2 separate regions of the Anser cygnoides genome follow, and region 2 is linked to region 1. A link is a contact called in public Hi-C data. All regions are on one chromosome and are shown on one strand. The core of a region is the stretch at or near the end of the contact, and the rest is flanking DNA. Distances in the headings are between cores, read along the strand shown.

Region 1 (4,463 bases), core at 1,223-3,722:
AACAGAGCTGCCTTCACCCTCGGTTCTGGAAAGAGCAGCAGATGTGCTTATGGAAGTCTTGCAGAAAGCAAGTGGGAGCTTCCTGCCGTGTTGGTGCACTGCAGCCTCACCACACGGCCAGGATCCTCAGGCAAGGGGTGGCTTGCTCCTAGGAAGGCTGCCACCCGCTGCAAGGCGGTGGAAGGGTGCTGCAAGGGGACAGGGTCACTCACTTCCTGGTGACTGCGCTCAGCACCTGCAGCTGGGACTCCCGGTCTTCATTTATGCCCACATACACCAGCTTGTCAAACCTGTCAGCAGAGAAAAAGAGAAAAGGGACGGTCAAGAAGAGGCCCAGAAACACCTGGCACTGGTGCTCAGCCCCGTGCACCGAAAACTGAGAGGTGGCCCTGGGGCAGCTCCTTCTGCTGTCAAGTCCACGGACAACAGAAGACTCTGAGGGTGGCACAGATGCTGGAGGTCAAGGCTGCTCTTCAGAGGGACCTTGGCAGGCTGGAGAAATGGTCTGACAGGAACCACACGGGGTCCAGCAAGGGCAGATACAAAGCCCTGCCCCAGGATGGGCAAACTGCAGGCACGAGGACAGGCTGGGAGGCAGCTCTCCAGAAAAGACCCTGGGAGACCAAGTCCTACCGCCAGTTTGGTGCCACGGCAGGACTCCTACTGCCTTGCTCTGCTGCTGGGGCAATAACCAGAGTAGGGGGGAACGTAACGAGCACGGTATCTTGTGCCGCTGCTCCAGCTATAGGCTCTGGCCTCGTGTCAGCTGCCTGTCTTCCCCAGAAGCCAGGGCAGGCTTTAGGAAGAGTCCCTGTGGGGGGAACATGGCAGAGACCCAGCTCAGCTCATCACCAGCTGAGGTGCTCTACAGCCCTGCCCTGAAGCGAGGCAGGTAGGAGGCGACGCACCTGCCCGGCCGGAGCAGCGCTGGGTCCAGGAGGTCAGGCCTGTTCGTGGCTCCAATGACAAACATCTCTCGGCTGGAATGAAGGCCGTCGAGCTCAGCCAGGAGCTGCGAGACAACTCTGCAGGGAGCAAGACGGGACATTCACAACTGGGCCCTGAAAGGAGGAACAGGCGAGGCCACTAAGGGTCCACGTCCTGGGCTTCGGCTCCTACTTCCCTTCCCTGGAACAGCCCGGACACAGCCGCCCAGACCTCTCTGGGCACAGCCAGCGATTGCATGGGCTCATTGCAAAGTCAGCACAAACCCCTGGTACCAAAACAGCCCTTCATACTTGTGCTTGGCTCTGACCCCTTCCAGGCTGTCTGCACGTGCTTACAACTTGCTATCAGACGCTGGCAACACGGACCAAACATAGGCAGGCACGCATGGCTAGGGATCAGATTCCCCACACAGACGTGCTGGTCAATCCCAACTCTCCCTGCTATGCGGTGCTGCCCAGCAAGTTCAGCCGCAAGACTGCCCCGTCAGTCAGTGCTGGGGACGCCCCGGTGGGCCTGCGATGCTGCCGGCCAGTCCTCAGGGCAGCGAACAGCACACGGTGCAGATCTAGTTCTGCAAACCACGGGGCTCGAGGACGTCTGGCAGCAGAGAACTTCAGCGCTGCACAGGCCGCCCGGCGTGAGGAAACCTCAACCGGTTTCTGGCGTTGCCTGAGCCAACCAACACAAACCATACCCAGCCCCTTCCAGAGCTGTTGGCCTGTGTATGTGAAGATGGGCGCTGTGGGCACATGGTGGCACTGCAAAACTCTGCACAACCCCTCACGGATGGAGAGAAGACTGGAGAGGGACTATCAGCTCAGGATAAGAGCCCTGGGGGAAGTCACCCTGTTTCTGCGTATCGCCAAGCTGTACGTGCTTTGCTTCTATCAGAGGCAGCTGAAAGGTTTCCCACCGCAAGGCAGGGGTGTGAAGGATGGCCTTGGAAGAGGCCAAAGGGAACAGTTGGCAGCCACAGAAGCAGTTGGAGGAGGCTCAGTTTTAACCAAATGTTTGCACAACAAGCTTGGGCAATCAGGAATCTGCTGCAATGCAAACAGCAGTACTACGAGCCTGAGAGGGGAGACAGGCCATGCAGAGGGTTTGAAGGGAGCAGGAAGGGAAAAGGGAGATAAAGAGCTGGGATGGACTCTGCCTTGCCGCGCCATCCCGTGCACCCCTAGCTGAGGCAGGCATGCCCGCTCTGCCAAGGACACGCTACGCTCACTCACCTGTCCATGACACCCCCCGAGTCTCCGCTCCGCCCACGATTTGGGGCCAGGGAATCCAGTTCGTCAAAGAAGATGATGCAGGGAGCAGCTGCCCGGGCTCTGGCAAACACTGGGAGGAGACACAAGAGCACACGAGATGAGAAAGCAGGAGGAGCAACCGACGGACCCCGAGTGGAGTCACCAGCAGAGAAGAGCTGAAGAGCTGTGGATGGAAGTGAGCTGCCTGCTGCCTCACCACCGCTCTCTACTCCAGCCAGAAGGGCTCAGAGAGAGCCAGACTGGCTGTAAGAGACTGCTGGATATATGCCCTTGCTGCCTGCTGTGGATGGGAGTTTGGAAAAGCGGTTTAAGCCCTCCCACCTTCCCTCCGGCACCACAGAGCAGCCCCTCTTGCCACACGCAGGCTCAGGACGCTTCCGCTCACCGTTGCGCACGTTCTCCTCGCTCTGCCCCACGTACATGTTGATGAGCTCTGGCCCCTTCACGCTGCAGGGGGAGAAGGGAGCTGGTTAGAGCATGGCCAGCCACCGCTAGGAGAAAGTCAGTCCTCCCGCACGGCTCTTCACCTAAGGAAGGTCATGGTGCACGTGGTTGCCACAGCTTTTGCCAGCAAGGTCTTCCCTGTCCCAGGAGGCCCGTACAGCAGTAGACCAGAGCGGCACAGACCCAGCGACAGCAGTTCTGGGTGCTCCAGGGGCAACTGGATTGTGTCCAGGATCTCCTTCTTCACCTCATGGAGCCCACCAACATCCTGCCAGGACACGGAGGGGATCTGCACGAGAGGGAGAGTCCCTGTCAGCACTTCTTCCTGAGCCTGCCCGTTCAGCCCTTGCTCCAGTCGTCAGCCTCTCGTGCTGCGGGGCAGCGTGTCAGCCCCTCACCACACTGCCCAGCCACGTGAGATCCCCTAGGGGCACATGGGGGAAGGCTGAAAAAAGGAAAAATGGACCTAGCAACTTGTGTTTAGGGCACTTTGTTCCCCACGGTGCTGAGACTGAGCAAGGGCTTCACAACAGAGTGACAAAACCTGGGCTACTGAGACCTCTGTCGCGTGAGGGAGGATGTGAAAGACAGACATCCTGGAGGACACCACAAAAAAACTAGCTGCTTTTGAAAAGGAAAATGCAGGAACAAAATCCATGGGTTTACAAGTAGGTAGGGATGGGGCCAGCTGCAAGCATGCAAGGGAGGATTGCTAAGCGAGGAAAGACAGCAAACTTGAGAGGGGGGAGCCATGCCACTTGTATTATTTTATGGTAAAAGAACCTTGGAGGAGGAGGAGGGTGCTCTGTGCAAAGCCTTTGAAATCGCAGGCACGCCAGAGCCTGGGTGACAGATCCCCCCGAGCCAGAGCAGCTCTCGTGGGAACACACAGAGAAAACAAAGCCCCAGCACACTTCCCCCAGCTGCTGGCTGGGTGGTGAACAGGTGCCAGCACAAACGGGGAGTTTAAAAATAGGCCAAAGCTAAATTCTTTCCCCCTCCTTTGGCTCCCTCCCCTCTTTCAGCTCTCCTTCCTTTGCTACTCGAGATGATGTTATCACGCTTTTACTCCAGCTGTCCAGCAACTCCGCCGGAAAATCAGGTCTGACAAGATAAGGATTTCTAGAAAAAAAAACCTTCTAAAGCAAGAGATCGCAGGCACTCTTCCTTCACTGCTGATGAACAGAAGAGCTGCCTTCTCCCCCACACTCCTGCTTATGCTGCCTCTCCCTAGAAAAAGCTCTGCAGACATCAGCACAAGAGCTGGAACGCTGCAAGGTTGTTTTCAAAGGAGAACATTGTAACTGCAGGACACGCCGGAGATGCTGCTAGCAACTGAAGTTTGAAATCGTTTTTTAATCAGAGGCTCAAGCTGGTATCCCATTAACTGCAAGGAAAAACGTGTGACTAACCAGAAACAGTAATCACGGAATTGAGAGTTACGTACGTTGAAAATATCCGTGCCTGCTAATGGGCTTTTTGAACCCTAGCCAGTAACTAAGAAATCGATAAAGGATTGCAAAATACAAGCAGAATTAGCTTCCATTCACACAGCTCGCTGCCGAGCATGCTCTGTGGTTAGTATTTGTCTTAGAGTGAACTTGGTAAACACACCTCAAAGCAGAGCTCGTTTGGCTAATTCATTAATTTATTCGATACCGAACAGCCCCAGAGCGGCTCCCAGCTGACAAGAGCAGCAAGGCGATACCTTGCTCAGGCAGGACTGCAAACGGGCAGCCGGGGAAGGTGCCGGAACAACTGCTCTGAGGACTGTTTCCAGCCCTGCGCTGAGCGCAGTCATTT
Region 2 (4,609 bases), core at 2,012-4,511, 630 kb before region 1:
AGCTTTATGAAAATCCTCACAGCCGCAGGGTGCTACGGAGGTTGTAAATGTTGGGCCCCGTGATGCTGCCTGCGTTGCACAGAGTTGGTTGGCTCCTCTCCTTCCCCAAGGGCTGACCACTCCTCCTGCTGGTGGGGCTTATTGCAGCGTGCCTGCTGGAAATGTCTCTTTTTGCAACGTGGCTGCATCTTTTGTCTATTTTTGTTTGAATTCCATCAAGCTCCACAACGATTCACACATAGGCAGCTGAAAGAGGAGGATTTTTAAGTACTGTTTGCAAACAGCGTTAAGAATCATAGAGTGATCTAGGATGAAAAAGACCTTCAAGATCATCAAGCCCAACCATCAGCCTGACCTACTGAGTCCCATCACTAAACCATGTCCCTTAGTGCCAAATCCACGTCTCTTGAATACCTCCAGGGATGGGGACTCCACCACTTCCCTGGGCAGCCCACTCACATGCTTGACCACCCTCTGTGAAGAAATTCTTCCTAATGCCCAATCTAAACCCCCCTTGGTGCAGCTTGAGACCATTGCTTTATTGCCGATTTAGGGCTCCACCACTTTTGCCATGTTACCTCATCGGCTGCAGGGCATTTGCACAGCTGAAAATCTGGAATGACACAAGGTGAGCCCGGCCTTAAACACGCATAGGAACAGCTAAGATTGGGCAATTTTTCTTATAGGGATGCTGCTGAGCCCAAAGAGGGGGATCAGCGAGATGTTCGACCAGTGCTTTGGAGAGCGGTTGCTGCCAAGGAGGAAGGACAGAAGTCTGCACGTCACATGTAATGGGGCCACAGCTCCCCAAACCTGAGAAGAAACCTGGCTTCGATGCTCCTATATGCAGTTTTATGGATAAGGAGAACCAGGATGAGCATGTGACATGGTGGCAGGATGTGTCTTTTGTGTGGCCTCCGATGTCAGTGTACCGGCTGTGTGTTAGCAAGTCAGCAGTGTCATGAGGAGGAAACGCTCCTTCACTGTGTGGGTGACAGGGGCCCGGCACAGGCTGCCCACAGAGGCTGTGGGGCCTCCTCCTTGGAGATCTTCAAGCCCCACTTGGATGTGATCCTGGGCAAGCAGCTCTGGGTGGCCCTGCTTGAGCAGGGGTTGGACCAGATGGCCCCAGAGGTCCCTTCCCACCTCAGCCCTTCTGGGATCTGTGACCAGATCTGGAGCAGATGGGGTCTGTAACCAACAGGTTTGCCCGTGGGCCCAACAGCATGCTCAGCCAGGCAGATCCCAGCCCCAGGGCACGCGAGGCTGACAGGACAGGACCTCGTGCATTTGCAGGCCGGGAATTATCGGTGCTGGGCCAGCCCTTAGCACTTTTGAGAAAAATCACTATTATGTACGTGTTTCTGTCCAGAAACCCACACAGCTGCAGGGCTGGGAGATACCAGTGCACCTGAAACTGTGGCAGAAGAGCAGGATGCTATGTTTTAAATGCCCCCTGCATCAGGCATTATGAGCTAAGATTTAAAGTGAAAAAAGATAGTACGCCTCTTTGTTGCGGGAAATAGCTTGCTAGCAGCCAAATAGGGACGCTGAAGTCGGGCTGACAGGTGAATTAACACCGCTACTAGCCACCCTTTTAGTTCTTGAAAGTACCAGGGTGTATTTTTATCACCAGGGTTTTAGGTGTTTTAGGCCTGAAACCACCTCGGAGTCTGAAAGTCAAGCCCGCCCTGCCAAACCACGCAGCTGCGCTTGGGCAGCCAGACGTTGAGAAAGGAAAAGCCACGTAGCTAGAGAATTCAAACAAAAGCTGTCATGGTTCCCCAGCTGGGGAGATACAGCAGGGCTGGGGAGAAAATGGTCACTGGGGAACGTCGCTGCTCTGCCGAAGAGGGTTTGGGGGGATTTGGTGAGAAGAAATATCCGGTTCCTGCAGTGACAGGGATCACGGTCTGCCAGGATTAATGCCATCTTGTTATGACTGAGGTGCTCTGGGGTCGGATGGTGCATGGTGTCTGGGCAATGAAACGTGAGCTCTTGAGAGAAGAGGGGAGTTTTAATCAGGAACCGTGAAATGGTTCGCATTTGCCGAGCCATTTGGGGGAAAGAGCTGACTTTTGGATAAGAGACAGATATGTGGAAAGATCTGTCTTATAGAGTCCTCTTTCTGGGTTTCTTGGCTGTCTGTGCTGCCTCTGTCTGTGGCACAGATTTCAGCTGAACTAATCCTGTAAAAATGCTGCAACATCCTCTTAATTCCCTCTAAACCAGATTTTCCTCGGGATAACCACAGCAGAGGCCTGAATCAGTGCAGTCTGTGTTCAGACGTTTCCCGTTGCCTTGAATCACAGTTTGGATGAGCTGAGCTGAGATGCTGGGCAGGGAGCTGGAAGGGCTGGTGGGTCTCATGCTCTCCTGCCACCCTTTGATGGGGCAATAAATTTGGCTGGAGGGCCTGTGGGATGGCCAGGCTTTTTTTTTTTTTTTTTTTTTTTTTTTTAGTATGTAAAAATAGAAAAGAGGGAAAAAAAAAAAAACAAACAACCCTTAAAATTCTTTCTTTCCTTGTCCAGCTTTCTACAGAAACAGCAAGGAGAAAAAGTCCCAGGAGAGCAGTTGCTTGAGGCATAGGCAGGGGGTCCATCCAGATTTGCTGAGTCCAGAGACAAGACACAAAACACATCGCACCAAGCCCCTGGTTTCTTCCTCTTCATGCCATAAAGAACATTTCCTTAAGTGAGAGCACCGTGCCATGCAATTTGCAGACCTCCTGCAACAAAATTTAGAGGGGAAGAAAATCCCCCAGTTTCCTGGGTCCTGAGGGAGCAAAAGGTTTAAACCCAAAGGTCTGCTAAACCCATAGGGCTGATGTTCCTACATCAGGATCTGAGGCTGCTGGTTTTTCATGGTGCTGGGACACAGCTGGAGGAAATCCCATGGGACTTGTAAGGAAACAGAGAGGGAAGAGACAAAGAGAAGATGGAGAAAGACAGAGGACAGGCTGATTGAGATGATCAACATGTAAATGTAACTAAAAGCTAGCGGGCATGTCAAAAACACGTTCCCTGGCATCTTGTACAACCTCCCATGATTTTACAGAGACAATATCCATGGTTTATCGACAACAGCAGGTGAGTACAACCGTGAGACTGCTCTGGTGCCTCTTAATCCCTTTAGCACAGCTCCAGGCATCCTGAGGGCAATGTTATGTGCGTCAGCACAGCAGGACTATCATCCTATGAACAACCTCATGTCCTTCTACTGTGAGGACCAGGGCTTTCACCCAGAGCTGAGGCCTGCTTCTCTCACTCAGCTGGTTGCCTTGCTCTGCTCTGAGAGCACTGGTCAGAAGATACACTTGCCCCTCAATGCCCTTCAGATGTTTTAAGGAGTTGGGCTGAGCCTGGTCAGGCATGGAAGGAGGGTTGGAAGGAGAATGGCCAGGCGGGTTTCTGGGAGCCATCCCCAGGTGGGTAAGACTTGAATCAAACAACTCCAGGAGAATGTGGACTGGGAAAGGAAAGGTCATGTAGAAGCCCAGGAGGAACCTACAGGTCTTCTGCCTACAGAAAAGAGAAATGACAGTAGTGTTGGAGATAAAAGCTTTGTCTCCAGCTAATTAACAGTGCTGATTCCTGCTCGCCGAGCCTAGACGGGCCTTTCAGTGAAAGTCTAAACATTAACAAGGCAAGTGGTGTGCACACAGCGAAGCAGCTCAAACACGGCGTGGGTGGCATGCTGGCGGGCGTTCACACGCAGACACAAAGGAAGGGGTCCTCCAGTGTTCAAGGCTGCCTTCTATCGCTTCGTCAAATATTTGTTTGCATCTGTGACCTTCCGGCATTCCCATCATGGGGGTGATTTCGCCTGCAGGTACGCTGGCAGCCACTTTGAATTACAGCAGGGACCTGTAAGCAGGGCATGTCAACAGAAATCCTCGCAGGTGGGGTTCCTCCAGGAGGTCTTCATTCCTGCAGAACCCAGCGCCAGGCCCTGGCAAAATTTGCCAGTGCCCTGTGACAAGGCTCTCAAAAGTGCTCTTCTCTTCAGAAAGGTTTTTCTGAGGTAACGTGGTGCCAGAGGAACCTCTGGTTTGGTGCAGGGCAGCGCTGCAGCCCCGGGGACGGAGCTGCCCCAGGCCGCTTCAGCTGCAGGCCATGCGGTGCAAGGGGTGAAGGGGAGCCGTGCGCCGCCGCCAGCGATGGGTCAAGGGCTTCCCTGCTCTGGGCTGCTGTAAGCTCAGCCTTTTAAAACACCGCCACGCCGGCCAAAAGGCTCTTTCCACGTGTTGGGAAGGCAAATAGAGCCGAGCACCAGGGAGCAGGCAGAACTGGCCTTTAGTTGCCAGCTCTTCTTGGCTGGTCAGAGAGGATGTTTCCTGAGACCTAATGTACCTCCCACTTTTATTTATTTATTTTCGTCAGGGTGCAGAGCCGGGGGCTGGGGTAGGACGTGCACAAACTCACCGTGTGTTCGGCATCGCGCAGCTGCCTTAGGGAATTCTTTCCCCTCCCCTCCACCCAGGCTGCCCCTCCTCATCTCCTGGAGCTGCAGCCGGCTTGGGAGCAATGCCACCGCAGCGCTGGGACCCGGGGGAGGTCCTGCCTCCAAAAATAATTCTCTGTCTGCCCAGTATCCACTTTATTTA

Evidence for each region. A called contact is a pair of places that touch in the nucleus more often than the background predicts.
Region 2: a contact with region 1 is called in a Hi-C map of liver, with 1.8 times the contacts expected there. The contact joins two enhancer-like sites. A contact is called at or near these places in 2 of 7 Hi-C or Micro-C datasets (both in liver).

Annotation. Positions count from the first base shown.
Region 1 is chr3:14,427,305-14,431,767 of Taihu_goose_T2T_genome, reverse strand. It overlaps PEX6 (peroxisomal biogenesis factor 6), which reads right to left. Exons shown (of 18, transcript XM_066993520.1): 12 at 2,744-2,949; 13 at 2,602-2,663; 14 at 2,178-2,286; 15 at 909-1,025; 16 at 213-290. Among named protein-coding and RNA genes, the nearest start is that of GNMT, 7.4 kb to the left of the region's middle. Within about 2 kb of position 2,472, at least 2 of the 3 cell types and tissues checked have open chromatin away from gene starts, as enhancers often do. A contact at or near this core is called in liver, where this site is marked.
Region 2 is chr3:15,054,438-15,059,046 of Taihu_goose_T2T_genome, reverse strand. No RefSeq gene overlaps it. Among named protein-coding and RNA genes, the nearest start is that of RRBP1, 16 kb to the right of the region's middle. Within about 2 kb of position 3,261, at least 2 of the 3 cell types and tissues checked have open chromatin away from gene starts, as enhancers often do. A contact at or near this core is called in liver, where this site is marked.